Regions from separate parts of the Callithrix jacchus genome. Here region 2 is linked to region 1. Evidence: chromatin contacts called from public Hi-C data. All regions are on one chromosome and are shown on one strand. Each heading gives the region's core, a stretch centred on a gene start, on an enhancer-like site or on the middle of the called end of the contact. The rest is flanking DNA. Distances are from core to core; before and after follow the strand shown.

Region 1 (7,301 bases), core at 2,870-5,369:
AATGTGTAAATTTCAAAAAACAGCCTTCAAGTTATATAAAGCTTTACTAAATTTCAGACACATTTCATAAAATATGAGAAAAAATATTGTTATCCATCCTGTTATCTTCTGAAGTAGTATTTTCTATCCCATATGTCAAAAGTCTATATATAATTAAATAGCAGATTAATCAGCATATTCATTCAATGCTAAATCTGTTTTCTTGACTTCCGCAGATAACTTTCTAAAACACTGCTGAAACAAGCTACTAAAAAATTTCATCTATCAGGACAGGCTATCACATTACCCTCTGATAATAATCATTAAGACAAATTATCAGAGGGTAGTGAGATTTTCAGGAGGTACAAGTATACCAGGCATTTGCTGTAATTTATGTTTTATTAATTTAAATGCTTCTTTAGAATTTTCTAGGTGCTAGTCATTGTTCTTGGCACTTTACATAATCTTCCTAGTATGTGTGTTTGTAATTTCTTGGTTTTTCCCTCAAAGGCAGCTATTACTGTATACTACTGTCAATATACGGAATTCATTTTTTGTTTTGTTTTGTTTTTTGTTTTTTTTTGAAGCAGTTTCACTCTTGTCGCCCAGGCTGGAGTGCAATGACATGATCTCGACTCACTGCAACCTCTCCGCCTCCCGGGTTCGAGCAATTCTTCTGCCTCAGCTTCCCAAGTAGCTAGGATTACAGGCATGCGCCACCACGCCCAGCTAATTTTTGTATGTTTAACAGACAGGGTTTCATCAAGTTGGCCAGGCTGGTCTCAAATTCCTGACCTCAGGTGATCCGCCTGCCTTGGCCTCCCAAAGTGCCAGGATTACAGGTGTGAGCCACCACGCCCAGCCAATATATAGAATTCTAGTGCCATTCACTTCCCCCAAATTTGAACTTCTAACCTGCTGAGAGTTAGACGAGATAATATGTGAAGCAGTGATATGGATGGTGAGGTAAGGAGATCAGCTTCATCAGATGAGCTTTTTCCAAAGTTCTGGCCCTCACCAATTGAGAATCACCACCATAGTGAACTATTAAAATGTTTGGGGCAGTAAAAAAAAAAAAAAAAAAGAGTGGTAATAATAGTAAATGAGGAAGAGCCAAGGTGCTTTTACTTGAAGAAAGCAGAAATAAACTTATACATAGAATTATAACCAGATTTGAAATTATGAAGTTACTAAAAAACAGTTACCTCTACAAAAGCCTTCTATAAACTGACTTGATTCTCTATAAGCAGATCTATCAGAAGCAAAATCCTAAAATAAAGTATAGTGAAGTAAAACCAGATCTCACCTGTACATTCTTATAATCTACACGCTTTCCACACAAGATACACTTCTTAAGTGGTTCTTTATAAGGGTTTTCCATTGGAATGGGCTAGGAAAAAAAATGGAAAGTCTGATAATAGGATGTGTTCATTCTGAATTTTAAAAGGTTACTATTCTACATTCAAATCCATTCAAAGGATTCGTTATACCTTTCTTATGGTGTACATATTTTGTACAAGCATTTTATTTTGTTTCAGTTTAGTCTATAAATTAGCTCATGGGAAGATTCAGGAATAAAGTACAATCTTTGTAGAATAAAAGGGTTTATGGCAGAAAAATAAATTATGTCTGATAAGAAAGTGACTGTTTCAATGCTTTGCCCAGATTGTAGATAATGAAAAAAATTTTAGATAACATGCCATTCTTAAATGAGTGCAATCCCTAATTTATCCATCCCCATGTCTATCAAGTATTTTATCATTATTTTTATACACAGATAATGGCCCATGACTTACTGTAATAAAAGGTTCTTTATCATCCCAGACTACTATATAAGTTTGCATCCGCCTTTTTGGCTTTTCTATTATCACTATTGCCTCTATTTTTCTGTCACAGTGCCTTCCTCCTACTATCAGTATGGCTGTCTCCAGGATGGAGGTTCTCAACCTAGAAATGGCTTTGAAACCCATGACTCCCTGTAATTGTATGCAAAATTTCAAATGAATGGGACTGTGTGCCTTTTTCTGTGGAGAGGATCCATAAATTTGATTAGAGACAAAGGGATTTATGAACTAAAAAGAATAAAGTCCCTTTACTTTCTTAAAGTATGGGGGTTAATCAGATTACCAAGACACATGCTCAGAGAAACTAGACAAGTTCCTTTGTTTTTTCCAATTCCTCCAAAATTTCCAATTTACATTCAGCTCTCATGACTACATTCCTCAGCTCTGTGCAAGTGCTTTGTATAGTCTTAGTGTCAAATTACCTTTGTATGCAGTAAGAACCTGTGCTTTCAAGTCCATACTAATACTTTAAACTCATAAAAATATGCCAACAGGTTAGAGTAAACTGTATTTAATGTCTTGGTGTAAAACTTTAATTTTGATCCCTAATTTTTTTTTTTTTTTTTTTTTTTGAGCCAGTCTCAGACTCTTGACACCCAGGCTGGAGTGCAATGGTGTGATCTTGGCTCACTGCAACCTTCACCTCCCAGGTTCAAGCAATTCTCCTACCTCAGCCTCCCGAGTAGTTGGGATTACAGACATGCACCACCACATCTAGCTAATTCTTTAGTATTTTTAGTAGAGATGAGGTTTCACCATATTGGCCAGACTGGTCTCAAACTCCCTACCTTGTGATCTGCCTGCCTCAGCCTCCCAAAATGCTGGGATTACAGGCATGAGCCACCACACCAGCCTTGATCCCTAATTTCTTAAGGCAGCCCTCCAAATGAGACAAAGGTAGGAAAAAAATGTGAATATACAGCTAAGCTTTGTACAGTCTCTTTTCAGTTATCTAAAATTCTACTCACCCAAACTACCTTTAAAAATTCCCAAATCATTTGCTTACAGAGGGCTATATAAAAAAATAATGGTGATAAATTTGAGAATAAAATAATGTAAAAAATAATAAACAATTCCCAAATGACATATTCTTAAATTTAAGATCTAGGAAGAAAAATATGGTATTATAGCAGCTTTGCTTCTTGCAAAGTAGGGGAAGCTAGGAATTCCCTTACTTCAAAACTCATCTAACTGATGCCAATTCATCATAATTTCTGAATTCAGAGTAATTATTATCTAATTGTTTTGTCCTACAGCAGAACTCTATTCGAGTAGCTAAAATAAAAGATGTTAGAGTGTAATATCAGTTCTCATTCAAAAATTATAATTTGGTCATATTTGCAAGTGCCTTACTAACAGAAAAAAAAATTCTTACCAGGTCTTCATTGCTGGCTACCTGTTTATATTGTGAACAACCTCTTCTCCACAGCACTGCAATTAAACAGAAACAGCAATTAACGATTTCTTTTTCTTAGGTGAATAGCTAAGGATTTTTGTTTTTATGAAGACGGAATGAATTAAGGGACACAATATGAAAGAATGGTTTTATATTCATTATATTCAGAATGACTGGTTAAGTACCTTTAATTTATATTTGGGACAGATTAAGACTTAACATGGGTGTGCATTCCAGGGCTTTGGGGGAAAACACATGTTTTCTCGCCCATACAACCACTCATCTGCTCTCTTTCTGACATTCCCTTCATTCCATGGTTAGAGAAAATGCTTAATGCAAATTCTTACAGGAGAAGCAACAAGCACTGCCATACCAAAAAGAAAATGAGTAACAGACCCGTCCCAGAGATAACTTACAGAGAAGATAAAATTGCAAATATATAGATGTGAAGACCTCTGTCACAATTTCGTTCTGCCTGGGAACCTTAGACATCTGGAATTTGCTGCTGGGCGACTGTGGAAATGTCCCTTCCTCGCTAAGATTATCCAGAGATCTCTACTTTTTTAATAACCACTCCAACTTCCTCATACGTTTAAATATTTTAAAGGAGTGGACTAGACACTAAAACTAGCCATGGGCAGTTAAAGATTCCCATCCATCTTGGAGAAATTTAATCGCCTAGAAACTAGAGTCGTTTTGATGACAGTGACGACTCCACCAACCATTAGGACTAAGGTCATGTCTGCAACGCTACAATGGAGCATATGATATGGAGACTTTACCAGTGTGAATCCCGGGATGTGTAAGGCTGACAGCAGCGGTTACCAGGTGTGTCAACTTCTTCCTCCTTAGACCACCACAAACAGCAACCATAGTGGCCATGATTCCGCGTTTCATCCACTTCCTTTAGTTCCAAGTCGTTCCGAAAAGTCCCTTCCGCTGCTCTTCCCCTGTTGGCTTGAGTACCCGGTTCAAAGGTTCCGCGGGAGAACGCTCAGGACCCACGAGAATTGGTGAGGTTTTCAATACGCATGCGCAGCACCATTTGGTTCTGGCCCTCACGTCGTGGCAGGTCACGTGCCGCTTATGATTGGACAAGGAGAGGGCAGACATTTATGTTTGCTTCCGGTCCGCGAGCCCTGAGAACTAACTTGGGGGCTTTTCCCAAGGTGGATGTAAAGGAGCGCCCTCCTCCTACTCTCACTTCCATTCGGGTTTAGCGTCTGGGTCACTTAGAATGACTTCTGAATAGGGCCCTGGACCCTTGCCATGGATGAAGGTGGTTCCCGCATCCGCCGGCGGGTGTCTCTCCCCAAAAGGAAACGTCCAAGCGTGGGGTGCGTTTTTGTCGCTCCCACCGCGGCCAAGCTCGAGCGCGGAGATGAAGAGAAGAAGGAGGAGGAAATGGTGGCTGAGAACAGGCGGCGGAAAACTGCGGGCGTAATACCGGTCGAGGTACAACCCTGTCTACTCTCAGATTCCCCTGATTGTCTTGTCCTCGGAAGTGGTGATACAAACCCGGACCTCCTACGTCACATGCCCACTGACAGAGGGATGGGAGACCAGGTACGGAGGGCTTGGAACTTGAAACTGCAAACGTTTGGCATCCTTCCCAGATGCAGAGTTGACCAGTTTTATCGTCACCTTAGCTTCTCTCGTCTTCGTTACCACTGTTAATCGGCACTTAGGAGTTATTGATTGCCTTGTTATTTACATTTCTGTATGAATATGAAATGTAAACCCCTAGGCATAAAAGTTGTACACACAGCAAATAAATGGCATGACTGAGACGCAAATCTAGGCTTCCAAATAACAGCAGCTCCTACTGTACAAATAAAATCTGCTGTTTATTGAAGACCTGTTATGTGAAACTAGTTACATTATCTAGATTTTACAACAGTAATCAGGCCCTGAATAGTTGAGATACTACAGTTCTTACTCCATTTTACTATAATCACTTTACTATATTGCTGCCTCCAAGTTTACGTTTCTTCTGTGTAGTAGACCACCCCAAGTCAGTGTTCAGATTCTCAGTCTCAATTCCAAATTCCTAAGAACTCCTTCGAGTGTCTACTGGTACAGCCATGATTCTGTTACAGGCCAGTCTCTGTATATTGGAGCCTGGGCGGGCAGAGCTGCAGTTATCAGAAACATCGAATGCGCTGACATTTCGTAGACATCTAGCAGTCTTCCTGCTGTTTTAGTACAGGTTTAAGAATTAGAATCTGGCCAGGCGCGGTGGCTCACGCCTGTAATCCCAGCACTTTGGGAGGCTGAGGCTGGTGGATCACAAGGTCAAGAGATCGAGGCCATCCTGGCCAACGTGATGAAACCCCACCTCTAATAAAAATACAAAAATTAGCCGGGCGTTTGGCACACGCCTGTGGTCCCAGCTACTTGGGAGGCTGAGGCGGAAGAATCGCTTGAACCCAGGAGGCAGAGGTTGCAGTGAGCCGCGACTGCACCACTGTGCTCCAGCCTGGAGACAGAGCAAGACTCCGTCTCAAAAAAAAGAAAAAAATTAGAATCTGGCCGAGTGCGGTGGCTCATGCATGTAATCCCAGTACTTTAGGAGGCCAAGATGGGAGGATCACTTAACCCCAGAAGTTTGAGTTCAAAACCAGCCTAGGCAACAGAGACCTAGTCTCTACCAAAAAAAAGTTTTTAATTAGCCAGGTGTGGTGGCCTGCACCTTAGTCCTAGCTACTTGGGAGGCTGAGGCAGGAGGATCGTTTGAGCCCAGGATGTTAAGGCTGCATTGAGCCATGATCATGCAGTGGCTGGAGCCACTGCACTCCAGCCTGGGCAACAGAGCAAGACCCTGTTCAGAATCCCAGTATCATCACAACACTCATAAACTTGCTGTTTAGGCGAGTAATTTAACCTCTCTGGGCCTCCATTTCTTCAGCTGTAAATTGGTGATAATATCTATTTACATATAGGTGTATGTTCCATATGTGACCACATAATTATATACTTGGTACAGCCCTAGCCTGAAGCTCGTATTCCTTTTTTTTTTTTTTTTGGTTGAGACAGAGTCTCGCTCTGTAGCCCAGGCCAGGCTGGAGTGCAGTGGCACGATCAGGGCTCACTGCAACCTGTGATTCCCAGGTTCAAGCAATTCTCGTGCCTCAGCCTCCCAAGTAGGGATTACAGGATTCTACTACGGCCAGCTCATTTTTGTATTTTCAGTAGAGACAGGGTTTTGTCATGTTGGCCAGGCTGGTGAAGCTTTTATTAATGAAGCTGAAATTGCCATAAGTGTTTTTGTTCTCCTTGCAGCATAATGACAGTGAAGAGGACATGTTTGGTGACTATGATAGCTTTACTGAAAATTCCTTTATAGCTCAAGCTGACGACCTGGAGCAAAAATATATGCAACTTCCTGAACATCAGAAACATGCTACAGACTTTGCCACTGAAAATCTTTGCTCAGAAAGTATCAAAAACAAACTCAGCGTTACTCCCATAGGCAACCTTACTGAATTACAAACTGATGAGCACACAGAGAACCAGAGTGGGTGTGAAGATGTCACTGTTGAACCTGGAGCTGATCTTTTGTATGATGTACCCTCCTCACAGGCTATGTACTTTGAAAATTTGCGGAACTCTTCAAATGATTTGGGTGATCAGTTTATGAAAAAAAGGGATTGGAAGTCATCCTCTCACAACACTGTGAATGAGAAATTGCCCCATAATTGCATAGAGCAACGCCAGCAAAATGATGAGTCCTCTTCCAAAGTCAGAACTAGTTCAGATATGAATAGGAGAACAAGTATTAAAGATCATCTAAAAAGTGCCATGACTGGAAATGCCAAGGCCCAGACACCAGTATTCTCTAGAAGTAAACAGCTCAAAGAGACTCTCCTATCCAAAGAAATTAATGTTGCTAAGAAAACAATTGAGTCGTCATCAAATGACCTTGGTCCTTTTTATTCATTACCCAGCAAAGTGAGAGACCTTTATGTCCAGCTCAAAGGAATTGAAAAATTATATGGTAATGCTTTTTGCTGGAATAAAATAAATTTTTTCCTATTGTTACCATAATATTAGTGCAAGTCAACAGAAGCAAATGCTTTCAT
Region 2 (7,301 bases), core at 3,136-5,635, 180 kb after region 1:
TTCAACAAATCTCTAGGAAGTTCCAAACGTTCCCACATCTTCCTGCCTTCTGAGACCTCCAAACTCCCTGTTACCCAGTTCCAAAGTCACTTTCACATTTTTAGGTATCTTTACATCAGCAGCCCACTCTACAAATACTGTATCAGTCTGTTCTCATCCTGCTAATAAAGACATACCTGAGACTGAGCAATTTATAAAGGAAAGAGATTTAACTGACTCACAGTTCCACATGGCCGGGGAGGCCTCATGGCAGAAATTGAAGGAGGAACAAAGGCGTGTCTTACATGGTGGCAGGCAAGAGAGCTTGTGCAAGGGAACTCCCCTTTATAAAACTATCAGATCTTATGAGACTTATTCACTATCACAAGAGCAACACGGGAAAGACCCACCCCCATGATTCAACTACCTCCCACTGGGTCCCACCCATGATGGGTGGGAATTATGGGAGCTACATTTCAAGATGAGATTTGGGTGAGGACACAGCCAAACCATATCACACCTTCACAAAAACAACCAGAATAATGGTTTCATTGTCTAATTTTTTTTTTTGAGACAGAGTCTTGCTCTGTCACCTAGGCTGGAGTGCAGTGGTGTGATCATAGCTCACTGCAACTTTGACCTCTCAGGCTCAAGTGATTCTCCGATCTCAGCCTCCTGAGCGGCTGGGACTAAAGGAGTCCAGCTAATTTTTTAAAGATTTTTTGTAGAGATGAGGTCTCACTATGTTGCCCAGGCTGGTCTTGAACTGCTGGGCTCAAGCAATCCTCCTGCCTCAGTTTCCCAAAATGTTGGGATGACAGGAGTGAGCCACCAAGCTGAGCCTCATAAGTGTCTTAACTAATATCCCTACTTCTACCACTGTTTGCCTACAGTTTACTCTTAACCCAGTAGTGAGAGTAATTATTTAAAATAGAAGTCAGTATGAGACAAGAACTATGAGAGAAAAATAAAATAAATAAAATAGAGGTTGGGTCATGTCACTGAAAGAAAAATAAAATAAATAAAATAGAGGTTGCGTCATGTCACTGTTCTGTTCAAATCCTCCAATGGCTCCCCTTATTTCACTTAGAGAAAAGCCAAAGTCATTACCATGATATGTAAGCCCCACACAACCTGATCCCCGGTACTCTCTGCCCTCATCCCTGATCTCTCTTCCCTTTTCTCACTCTGCTCTATCCATACCAGCCTCCTTGCTCTTATTAAGAAAACACTTCAAGCTTGCTCCCATCTTAGGGCCTTTGCACTAGCCATCTCCTCTAAGAGTATCTAGTGATATTCTTCCCTAAGATCTCTCATAGCTACTCCCTTAGCTCCTTCAAGTCTTTGAGAAAGTGACATCAGGACCATCCTACCACTCCAATCACCCTATTTATGTATACATACAACCTGTCCCTATTTTGCTCCCTTACTCTTCTTTTCTCCATGCCACTTATCACCATTGAACATACTGCAAAATCTATTTGATCACCTTTCTCAGTCCTTGTGATGTGGGGAGGGGTTGCCTTGTTTTCAAAGCCTTGTCAATCATTGTAATAAATTCTTCCAGGTACTATAAAAAAGATGAAAGAGGCCGGGCATGGTGGCACACACCTGTAATCCCAGCACTTTGGGAGGCCAAGGCTGGAGGATTATGAGGTCAAGAGATCGAGACCATCCTGGCCAACATGGTGAACCCCCATCTCTACTAAAAACACAAAGATTAGCTGAGCGTGGTGGCATGTGCCTATAGTCCCAGACACTCAGGAGGCTGAGGCAGGAGAATCACTTGAACCCCGGGCAGTGGAAGTTGCAGTCAGCTGAGATCACGCCACTGCACTCCAACCTGGCAACAGAGTGAAACTCCAACTCAAAAACAAAAAAGAAAAGAAAGAGTTTTTTTGTTTGTTTGTTTCTTTTGAGACAGGATCTCACCCTGTCACCCAGGCTGGAGTGCAGTGGCATGGCTCACTGAAGCCTCAACCTCCTGGGCTCAAGCAATCCTCCTACTTTAGCCTCCCAAGTAGCTGGGACCACAGGCATATGCCACTATTCCTAGCTAATTTTTGAATTTGAAGTAGAGATGAAGTCTCGCTATGTTGCCCAGGCTGGTCCTGAGCTCTTGGGCTCAAGCAATTCTTTCACCTGGGCCTCCCAAAGTGCTAGGATCACAGGTGTGAGCCACGGTGCCTGGCCACAATAATTTCTGAACAAATATTTTGGCACTAGGGCCTAGCCAAATTGACATGTAAAATTAGCCATTTCAGTTCCTGTGGGTTATAAGTTTAAAACAAAACGAGTTCCTGGCCAAGCCAAAATGAGGAACCAGAGCCTTTTGGCCCTTTTAGAGAAAGCCTAGTCCCTGCCTTTTCTGAAGAGTTTGCAGCAGTTAAATGGCTTTCCCAAGGGCATACTGTGCCTTGGCATTAGTCTAGAGGAGACTTGTGAAAGTTAGGATTCTACACTATGTGACTGTTCTCTTGTCCTACAAATTAACTCAGTGACATGTGGGTGCCCAGCTCAGTCTCCCGTGCACTTTAATTGGACTAAATATCTTAGGGTCATATCAGCTCTGGGCAGGGTCAGCATCATGGGTACCTGTGCAGTCACTCAGGGCCTACGTTAAGAAGCACCTTGTACTTGGTTTAATGCTCTGCTATTGCCATCCTGAAATTCTTAATATATTTTTTTAAACAAAGAGTGTGGCCTAAATTGGAAAGTCATGGATGCAATACGTGACTGATATTACACCCTTTTCAGGTGTGAGTCTGATCTCAATAGTCTCCAACCTAAACAACTAGGAGTGTTGCTAAATTGCCTATTGGCCTTTATTCTTTGCAGGCAGGAGAAAGGCTGGGTACCCCCTGCCTCATTACACCAAAGTGGCCAGGCATTCAACTTGCTGTGCTTGAGACATGCAAGTAGTCACAGAATCATTGTACAGGTTTTAAGGAAAGGAGCCTAAAGCCTAAGTCAATTTCCTAGAATACTAAAATCCAGGTTAGTTTCTTGCCTAGGGTTACCCAGTGAGAGGTTAAATGGGATGATACATGTAAAGTGCCTGGCAGACAGCCATATACAGAGTTGCCTATGAATAAGGTTGCTGACCATCTGAGGCAGGAGGATCACTTTAGCCCAGGTGTTCAAGACCAGCCTGGGCAATATAGTGAGATCTCCTCTCTACAAAAAATTTAAAATTTAGCCAGCCATGGTGGCTTGTGCCTGTGGTCCCAGCTGTTTAGAATGCTGAGATGGGAGGATGGATTGAGCCCAAGAGGTGGAGGCTGCAGTGAACCATGATCCCTCCACTGGTCTCGAGCCTGGATAAGAGCAAGACTCTATCTCACAAAAAAAAAAAAAAAATGCCAACCAGACTTTTCAGCTGCAGGTTCTTAGCATCATACACAGTGGCTGGCTGTTGATTATACCAACTCCTTTGAATGGCTGTCAAATTTTAAATTTTCACTTGTGTAATGAACATCCCTTAACCCTGAATGCGATTTTAATTTACAGTCTTGTATGTGGCCACTTTTTGTTTTAAAATGGCTAATCCTGTATGCAAATTCTTCTTTTGGGTTCAGTAGGTTTTTCAAAGCTTTTTTTTTTTTTTTAACTGTTCCGTATGAATAAACACTATCCTTTTCCATTTATTGAGAAAGCTGATAACAGGGTTAAATTATAGGGGGCCATTGTTCTGAACTAAGTTCCTGCACTAGCTCCCAGCAGTTCAGAATAAGAATCAAGAGTCACCCATGCTAAAGTTCTAAGTCCCAAACTAAAGCTAAGTTGTATCCGACATTCTGAGAAGTCAGGATAGGCAACAACCAATTTTCCAAACAGGCCGTTTCAACATGCAATCGTCAGGACAATTAAGTTCCCTGTTTTAATCTTCAACCTGAAGTAACCTGTTGTTAACCATTTACTTCTCTATTGCTGTTTCCCTGTCCCCGCCTCACAATGAAAGTAATCTGAAGTGACCAATTCGCTTTTTGTTCTCTGCTTTTGCTTTCTTCAGCCCTTTTTCTGTCTATAAAGCCAACTTCCTCTGCTCGCCTCTTTAGAACCCTTATTCTATTTTATGGAATAAGGTGTTGTCCGATTCTATTTTTTGTTTGCTTTTTCCCTCAGAGACCCCTGTTCTGAGCGTTGCCTGATTCTACAATCACAAAGCCAATCGAGATCGAGTTGTAAAAACTTACAACTACATTTGTAATTTTTTTGTCTTTTGCCAATAGGAATTCCTTTTACATTCAGTATCCCTCCCTTAGAGTAAGCGACCACGAGGACCCCCGTTTCAGAAGTAAGGACGCGTAAAGGACCTGCCCACACCACCGACCAGGTTGGCAGGCGCTGATTGTAGTCTGCTGATAGGCCACTGCGCATGCCTCCCGGTGACCACAGGGAATGACGTCAATCCGGGCTCGTCCGGGGCTCGTCCCGGCCTCCCCAGCGCCATGCTGGGTTCGCGAACCACGGAGTTCGCTCGGTGCCTGCGGGCTGTGGCACTAGCGTGGCTGCCGGGCTGGCGGGGCCGCTCCTTAGCCCTGGCGCGTGCGGCTGGCGCGCCCCATGGTGGTGACTTGCAGCCCCCCGCTTGTCCCGGGCCGCGCGGGCGCCAGTTCAGCCTTTCCGCGGCGGCTGTGGTGGACTCCGCGCCCCGCCCCCTGCAGCCGTACTTGCGCCTTATGCGGTTGGACAAGCCCATTGGTGAGTGCGGGTTGGCGGGCGGGCAACCCGGGTATCTCCGGGTAGCAGCCTCGGAGTCCGCTCGGCAGAGCTATCCGCGGCGGCCAGCCATCGCGTGATGGAATTGAGAGCCCGAAAGCTTGGGCTTGGCTGCCCGGTGCCGTGCGCCCTGGGGCGAGTCACCTCGGGACACGTTGAAATGAGAGCCTGAAAGCTTGGGCTTGGCTGCTGGGTGCCATGCGCCCTGGAGCGAGTCACCTCGGGACACTCAGTCGGGACAGTCTCCTAAAGGACCCGCCAGTTTCACATCTGTTGGCACCCTGAGTACCCGAAGCGGGCAAGATAATTCTCGTTCCACAAATACTTGTTTAAGTGGTGACTCTAGTAGAAGGTTCTGTTCTGGTGGCCCTGCGTTTGCGCAGGTTGACAGTATGGAAGCACGCCTTCATTTATTAGAATGTTTGATTCTCCCCGCAATCCTGTAAGGCCCACAAAGACAATAATTAAGACAGGTAAGACTCTGAGGAAACTAAGACTCCTCGTCAGAGCCAGACTAGAAGAACCCGGTGTTCGTCACCCAAAAGGCAAAGATTTAATTCGTTTGAACTCCTCAGGGACAGCGCTTGCGGACTGCCTGTCTGATCACAATCGCCCCCTACAGGAAGATTTTCCTCACCTTCCCGTATTAATTAACACCTACCAACCTCACTTTCTATTGCTTTATCCTCAATTTTTCTTAATAGCACTCACCACTAACTAACCTTATGCACTTATTAGTTGATTGGCTTCTCCATTAGTGTTAATTAATAAGTTTCTACTACACTGTCCGACCATGGAGATAGAAAGAGCTATGGAAACTCTTTGCTTTCAAGGAACTCTGGTCTAGTTGAAAGACTATTTGGTGAGCTAGGAAAGTATGGATCAAATATGAGTGGTACAGATAGTAAGTGCTATGGGGAAAAGAGAAATTACTGTGGATCCCTTGCTGGAAAGTTTCGAGAAGAAATTATACTCCAGAGGGCAAGCTGATTTTGCAGAGGAGGGAAGAGATCTTAGTGCGGGAAGTATTTTTGCAAAGACCCAGGGTGGAGTGTTAGAGCACTAAGAATATGAGCCTGACCTGAAACACCAAGTGGGTGTGGAAAATGGGAAATGAGAAAAGAACGGGTTTGAAGAAGCTGGGTGACATGGAGGAATAGAGGATGAACTCCAGCCAGTCTAGATGGTGACATTTGCCATTGCAGTGTATGGAGATGCATTCAAAAGCCTAGGTACATTCACTCCACTTTTGCCCATACGAGACCCAAATCAGGCCTTGCTTTTTGTTTCTAGATTTATGTACGACCTATTTGAGATCAGAGCACTAAGTTATACCAATCAGCTATTAAAGCATAAAAGCATATTGAATGATAGGTACAGCTCTGCCATCATTGGGAGGCTGTGTATGACCCCCATGCGTTTTGGGGCCAGATTCACATTGAGAGGCATACATTTGCAAGCGCAGTTCCAATCTGAAGCCTGACTATTCTGTTCTCAGAGTCTGTGGCATGGAGCTGCACTATAGGCCTACAGATGAACGTCTACCATTATTCCCATTTCCCCAGTTAAACCTCCGGCTTCTATCTTAGTGGCTGGACCTTCTGCCTTGTAACAGGAGGCAATGGAGGGGTTATGAGCAAAGCTTTGGAGCCAGACATCTTGGATGTGAATCTGCTCATCTGAGGGACCTTGATTAAATTATAAGCCCTCTCTGGGCATCTATTTCTCATCTGTAAAATGAAGATACTATTAATAGTAATATGGACTTTATGAGGTCATGAAAATTCATTAATATATGTTAAATGCTTAGAACACTGCCTGTCTTAATATATGCTGAAGAAATAGCCATTATTATCTTAGAAGTGGGGACTGGAGAAAATTGTACTTACAGATTATGTATGTTAAGATACCAGTCTGCCTGGTTTCACTCTAAATAAGGTGATCATTACAGGATTTTTCAGAAAACTATAGTACTATGTTAGAATTCATTCCACAAATATTTTTCAAACCCCTATCATATGCCAGGAACAATAATTGACAGTAGTAGAACTCCAGGTTTGATAATTTTTTATTTGAATTCTTTTTTTATGGGATAATTGTATGTTCATTGTTTTATTTTGTTGAAGTTACGACTTGTTACCTTCATTGATCAGTAGCAGGTTTCATTGTTTTTGAGAAGGCAATACAGCTTCTTTCAAATGGGCCACCCTACTTTATTCTAGAAAGTTTCAGCAGGTGGCACTCTTTCCATCAAATTGGGAGTGTAATTTTTTGTTTTACCACATTTATGGGTGATTATGTTGTCTTAAAGATCATCTGTCTTTGATCTGCCCATCATCCCTCAGAACTTGCTCATTTTATTTCATCTCCTATACAGTTTTTCCTTTTTCTACTAGAAACATTTCTTTTTGCAATCTACTTGTCTCTTGTCTTTGCTACCTCTCCATCTTTCTTCACAGAAAAATATGGAGGATGAAAGTGTCATACGGAAGACAGAAAAAAAAATGTCACTAGGAATCAGTAGGGACAAAAGAACACGTGAAACTGAAGTATACAGAGAGATTTAGGGTGTACAGAGTGACAGCACTGGACTTAGGGCA

Evidence for each region. A called contact is a pair of places that touch in the nucleus more often than the background predicts.
Region 2: a contact with region 1 is called in a Hi-C map of skeletal muscle, with 9 times the contacts expected there. The contact joins the promoter of COQ2 here to the promoter of MRPS18C in region 1. A contact is called at or near these places in 2 of 3 Hi-C or Micro-C datasets (both in skeletal muscle).

What each region holds. Positions count from the first base shown.
Region 1 is chr3:114,291,586-114,298,886 of calJac240_pri, forward strand. It overlaps MRPS18C (mitochondrial ribosomal protein S18C), which reads right to left and starts at 4,120. Exons shown (of 4, transcript XM_054253185.2): 1 at 4,002-4,120; 2 at 3,199-3,254. The coding sequence starts at 4,116. HELQ (helicase, POLQ like) reads left to right here and starts at 4,337. Exons shown (of 18, transcript XR_004740809.3): 1 at 4,337-4,785; 2 at 6,502-7,216.
Region 2 is chr3:114,476,237-114,483,537 of calJac240_pri, forward strand. COQ2 (coenzyme Q2, polyprenyltransferase) reads left to right here and starts at 4,386. Exons shown (of 7, transcript XM_008993056.5): 1 at 4,386-4,683. The coding sequence starts at 4,431.